Regions from separate parts of the Oryza sativa genome. Here region 1 is linked to region 2. A link is a contact called in public HiCAR-type data. All regions are on one chromosome and are shown on one strand. Each heading gives the region's core, a stretch centred on a gene start, on an enhancer-like site or on the middle of the called end of the contact. The rest is flanking DNA. Distances are from core to core; before and after follow the strand shown. Region 1 holds the start of LOC4344298 (protein ENHANCED DISEASE RESISTANCE 4). Region 2 holds the start of LOC4344182 (protein EARLY RESPONSIVE TO DEHYDRATION 15).

The links. HiCAR-type assays count read pairs that join an accessible place to other places.
Region 1: a contact with region 2 is called in a HiCAR-type map of leaf, with 5 times the contacts expected there. The contact joins the promoter of LOC4344298 here to the promoter of LOC4344182 in region 2. A contact is called at or near these places in 1 of 15 Hi-C or Micro-C datasets (seedling) and 1 of 4 datasets of contacts at active chromatin or transcription factors (leaf).

Annotation. Positions count from the first base shown.
Region 1 is chr7:29,086,187-29,089,272 of ASM3414082v1, forward strand. LOC4344298 (protein ENHANCED DISEASE RESISTANCE 4) reads right to left here and starts at 1,319. Exons shown (of 3, transcript XM_066312053.1): 1 at 52-1,319.
Region 2 is chr7:28,117,280-28,120,191 of ASM3414082v1, forward strand. It overlaps LOC4344182 (protein EARLY RESPONSIVE TO DEHYDRATION 15), which reads right to left and starts at 1,636. Exons shown (of 2, transcript XM_015791422.3): 1 at 1,540-1,636; 2 at 607-1,420. The coding sequence starts at 1,408. The coding sequence ends at 944.

The sequences.
Region 1 (3,086 bases), core at 69-2,568, 970 kb after region 2:
CGGCGTGGTGGAGAAATATTTATATGCGATGGGGTGGAGAAGAAGTCTGACCGCTTCCGCGATAGCGAGTGGCTGGCTTTGGACTCCTCCTCCTCTTGGAGAAGAAGAGGAGGGCAGGGAGGGCCAGGTCGTTTGGTGCGACCGTGTCGCCGACGCCAGTCGCGAGTGCCACCGCGTCGTCATATCCAGCGCCCGCCCGCCGCTGCCTGCTGCTGCTGTGGCCTACTGGCTCGCTCGCTCGCTGTGGACTTCTGGATGCCACCGTGGCTACTGGCGCGCGTGTAGAGCGAGGGTTTTCTGGATGCCTCATGACGCGTGTGGTGGGGTAGCGGGAGCGGTTGCCGTCACGCGGCCACACGGCACGCGGCGCGGATGGGGAAGGGATCGTGCGTGCGCTGCCTTGTATCGTCTTTTTCTATGCCCTTTTCTCTGGCTCGTGTAATCGTACGTGTTGGCGGCTGCAGACGAGGAGTAAGGCCATCCACAATGGGTAGCCTCAGAGCGTGCCCCTGCTCACGGCGTCCGCCTCCCGTCCGCACACCGTGCCCTTGGAGGGGGGGCGCGACCCCCACGAGGGGGACGGCCGGCTCGGGCTCCTCCAATCTCCTTTTCCTGAGGCACGGCTCGAAGGAACCCGTTGTGGCGACCTCGGTGCCCCATTCCCCGCCTCATTCCCCTGCATTTTCCCTTCTTGCCCCCCCCTCTCTCACCTGGGCGTGGTGACGGAGCCGGCGCGGCCTCGTCGGTGTGGTGGATGGCGACGAGAGAGAGAAGCGGCGCCGGCCAGATCTAGCCCACCGGCAGCCGGATCTGGAAAGAGAGGCGGCAGCTTGGACGCCATCGGCCACCGCACCGCGCTCCTGCTCCCGCTCCCGCGCTCGCGCGCCGTCCAGCCTCCCACCGCTCGCCGTCGGCCAGATCGCCCCTCGCGCCGCTCGCCCGTCGACCAGCTCTCCGGCGTGCGCGGAGACGGGCGGCGGCCGGCGGCAGCCGAAGGGCGCGGAGGGAGCAGCGACGAGAGAGAGGGAGGGAGGCAGCCCTCCTTATCGCCTCGCGGCCGCCGGCGACGAGAGAGAGGCGAGCAGCGAGAGGGAGACAGAGAGGCGGGCGACAGCGGTGGCTGGGGAGAGAGGGAGATGGATGCAGGGCTGGGGATGGCGAGGAGGGAGGCGGCGGCGGTGGCTGGGGAGGGCGAGGAGGAAAGCGGCGGCGGCGAGCGGCAGGGGAAGAGAGGAGGGAGGTGGCGGCGGCAAGCTGGGAGGAGGCGGCGACGAATGGGCGACGAGGATAGCGATAAGAAGAAGCTAGAAGCCAAAAGTGGGGGAGGAAGAAAAGAGAAGGAAAAAAAAAAGAATGAGCTGGGGAGGGGTATTTGGGGATTTTTCACCTGGGACTCCATTGGGCCAAGACACCCATTGTGGGCTATAGTACTCTCACCGGGTTGTTTTAGATTTTGAGGAACCCATTTAGGGATACCTTCTATTGCGAATTGAGTTTCCTACGAGTGTCCTCAGTTAGTGAGGATACTCTATGAGTGTCTCACATTGTATATGTGAGTACTCCTACTTTATTCTCCTGTTTTAAACAGGTCAAGAAAATAAAATTGGTTAGTACGAGAACTATTTATTTGCAACAAATTGTACTAGTGTGTACCAACTGGAGTCCGGAATCGTGTGCATAGCACAGACAAAGCAAGTTTTGCAGACACACGCAATCATTAGAAAAAAAAAACGCCGCGGCCAAACAGAACAGCAATAACCGCATGAAGCATGTTCCTTGCTTAAACAAAGAAGAAAAGCGCAAGCATGCCGTTTCACATCCATACGTGGAGCAAGCGAGCTAGAGAGACCAACCCACTTTCAATGGGCAGCGATCACTTACACGAGGAAAATAAAAAGGCAACGATATGTGTATGATGGTCTTTGACCTCGTGCAGAGCTAGCTAGCTCTATCTATCTCTTGGCATCGTACCTGTGTACTATAGGACTATCTACGTGTGTGCGCAGTGAGCATAGAAAACGAAGTGCCGTTGATAGTTTTGGTCGTGATGTTGTTGCCGCATGCCGGTGCGACAAATATCACATAGGAGGCTCAGGAAGGCATGGACCGATGGACGGTTCGGCCAAATGAATGAGCCGATAGCCACAGCGTTCGGCTATCATGATCATGAAACGAAAAAGGCGTTTCTTGGCTGCAGGTAGGCACCGTCGGTGTACACATGGCAGCTAGAGCGGCTCGTTCTCGTACGGCCTCGTACTAGTACGCAACGTACGTGTGGCCGCGGGCGGCGCCGGTGCCGGCCGCCTCTGCGACTGCACGGTGCGACTGTGCGAGCTTCACCAACCTGCAGCTATCGACCTACTTCTCCTTACCAACCGGTTCGCGCGCGGCATGGCACGAGGAAAAATAGTTTTAATTACTTGTTTACTAGTATCTTTTCTAAAAGAAAAAGAAGATAGATTAATGTGCAACATTTATATAAATTATAACAAACATATAAATTAGACTTTAATAGTATATGTATATTCATCTTTTTTATAACTTGTAAATGCCGAATTTAAACTTATACTTCCTCCGTCCCAAAATATAAGGGATTCTGGGTGGATGTGATACTTCTTAGTACTACGAATCTGATTAAGAAACCTGTTAAGATTCGTAGTGCTAGGATATGTCACATCCACCCAAAATCCCTTATATTATGTGGCGGAGGGAGTATGTTTTTACAATAATATATTAGTACATACTAGTAATATACTCCTTCCGTATTTTAATGTATAACGCCGTTGACTTTTCGACCAACGTTTGATCATTCGTTTTATTTAAAAATTTTGTGTGAATATGAAAATATTTATGTCATGCTTAAAGAACATTTGATGACGAATCAAATCACAATAAAATAAATGATAATTATATAAATTTTTTGAATAAGACGAATGGTCAAACGTTGAAAAAAAGTAAACGGCGTCATACATTAAAATATGGAGGGAATATTTCTTAAAATTAAGTACACGAGTGTACGTTCACTGAGTTTTCCTACTCCTATATGCTTTCCTAGCGAATACGCCTATCAGGATAGAGGTGAAAGT
Region 2 (2,912 bases), core at 386-2,885:
TGCATACTAAGTTCTCAAATAATTTAATGACAGTTTGACATGGCTGAGCTGTATGCCTGTTTATGCAAAGCTGGCATGTTCATCATACGAACTCTTCAGTTCAAAGTTGAGAGAGCCAACCAGAAATTGAAAGCCAACGTCAAGAATAAATCAGCTACCTATTGTTAGAATGTCTATGGATATCTCTGCAACCTTAACAGCCAGCTGCAGAAATCAATCTGAACTTAATGCTGTTTCCGTCTAGCATTTATCTGTGACACCTCACACGTAGATATTGCTCCTTGAATGGTACTTATGTTGCTTTCATTTCTAAAGTTACTAAATCATGACCAATTCGATGGCGATTTCGGTCCCAGTTCGTCACATTTCCACACTGATGTCTTTCAGAGGCTTTAAACTTCCACCTTCTTTTCAGAGCTCCCAATTAAATCATCTTTCTTGATCAGTCACTTCCATTTTTGCTACTGATGATGCCAGTAATAAACCACCATCATCGGCATCGCACATGATGACAATTGACAAACCAACCACCAACTTTCGAGATCCAACAAATTCACAGACAACAAAAGAGCAGGTTTCTACCAGATTCTGAAGAGAGCAAAGGAATAATCAGAAGTTGAAAGATTCTAAACATTAGACTGCTTGCCATCTTAATATATCCAACATTAACAAGGGCGGTAGTAGAATCATTAGTACACATGATTCTACATCACTCTCTATTTTTGCTTTTTTTTTTCTAACACATTTTAGATGATGCACCTGAAACTGAACAGAAGCTGCTTTACTACTACAAGGGATGCAGCACCAGAAAGCTGCAATTTTTCCCCCTTTTTTTTTCAGTTTTTATACACAGTGAAGAAAAGCAGAGAGACTAAACTCTGAAAACTCCAAGGTTATACACTAGACAGCAGCAGCAGCAGCATCACCACTCACCCATGGCGCTCTAGCGAGGCTGGTGGATGACGTGGCGGGCGGCGCCGCCCTTGGCGGCGACGAACTGGGCCGGCTTCTCGGCGTGCCTCACCATCCCGGCGCCGCCCAACCTCGGCGAGTTGAGGCTGAGCGCCCTGAGCACGTCGGCGTCGAGGGTGGGAGTCGTCGTCGGCTTGTGGTGGACGGGGGGGTCGGGGGTGTAGAAGAGGTCGTCGGTGTCGACCATGTCGAGGAGGTCGAGCGAGTCGTCGGGCAGGAGCGCGGCGAGGTCGTCGTCGAACACCTGGCGGTGGTGGTCCTCCTCCGCCGCAGCGTCCTCGTACATCTGGTGCTGCCTGAACCAGTGGTCGCGGAACCACGCCGTGGTCTTGACGAGCTCCCACCACTCCGGCGAGAAGTCCTCCACCCTCCTGAACGCCGCCGGGATGAACGGCGCCGCGTTCGGGTTCAGCGACGACATCGCCATAGCACTCATCCCTCACTCCAACTGCAACAAACAAGAACAAGAACAACAACGCCATCAATAACCCAAAAAAGAAACAACAAGAAATTCGCTAGCTAGCTAGCTCATGGCGATCGATCAAGATCGTCGAAGATTACTACTACCTTTTCTTGGGGGAAAATATCTCGTGGCGCGACGCGAACGGCGATTGATTGATTCCCGCGGTTTTGAGAGAGAAACGGTGGGTTTCTTGTTTGGCTTGGCTGCGCGGTGGTGGAGGGGGAGCGCGTTTAATAGGCGAGAGGGGAGGAGTACGAGCGGGTGGGGTGGTGGGGCCGGGTTGTCAGTGGGAGTGGCTGACGTGTGGGGCCGGGTTGGCGTGTGGGTGGGGTGGGTTGGGGTGGGGGTGGATGGTGAGTTGGTGACTGGTCGGTTTGGGTCCCTTTTTCACATGGGGGGTGGGGCCAATGGGGAGTGTGGTGATGCTTGGGCGGGATTTTCTGTGGGCGAGGGATATAATAATTCGGGTGGAAGTTTCCTGGCGATAGAGATATTGAAGTGCTCCTATGGAGAGAGAGAGAGAGAGAGAGAGAGGGTGTGTTTAATGTGTAAATCGTGTACGGTTTGCTTGTAGTTATCGGATAAGATGGGGCTGTTTGGATGGGACTTTTCAGTCCAACCAGATGTTTGACACTAATTAAAAATATTAAACATAGACTATTGATAAAACCTATTTCATAACCCTGAACTAATTTGCGAGACGAATCTATTGAGACTAATTAAACTATAAATAATTTATGTGATGCTACAGTAAACATGTGCTAATTATGAATTAATTAGACTTAAAAAATTTGTCACGCAAATTAGCTCTCATTTATGTAATTAGTTTTGTAAGTAGTCTATGTTTAATACTCCAAATTAATGTCCAAACATCTGATGTCACAGAGACTAAAGTTTAGTCCCTGATCCAAACACCACCTAAGTTCTGTTCTTCATTCATTTACTTACTCTATTCCAAAATAATAAAAGAAAGAGATTCCAAATACATTTTTAAAAAGAAATTGATTCATTCTCTCTCTATCCCAAAATAATAAAAGAAAGAGATTCCAAATACTTTTTAAAAAAGAAATTGCTAGCGTGTTGAGGATTGAACACGAGACCGCAAGGTTGAAACGATACACCCGTTACCACTACTGCATTTCTATTCCAAAACATAACAAACTTTGAGTTTAAAGGTTGCTATTACCTAGCCCCCGACAAATATATAACTACCCCATCCATTAAAAAAAAAAAACTCAATTCTAGCTACGAACCTGGACATGGTTTGTCTTTTTTGACAAACTAGTAGGTAGCAACATTTTTAGGCCGTAAGAAGTAATAAATTCTCTTTTTATTAAATTAATTAATGTGGGGATTCTATGTTCATTCATTTCATTATACTTCTCTTGGTCATAAATATTTCTTCAAACTCTATAAAATTTCAACAACTGATTTTATGTTAAAAGAAGTTTTTAGGATCTAATAAATTTATGATATT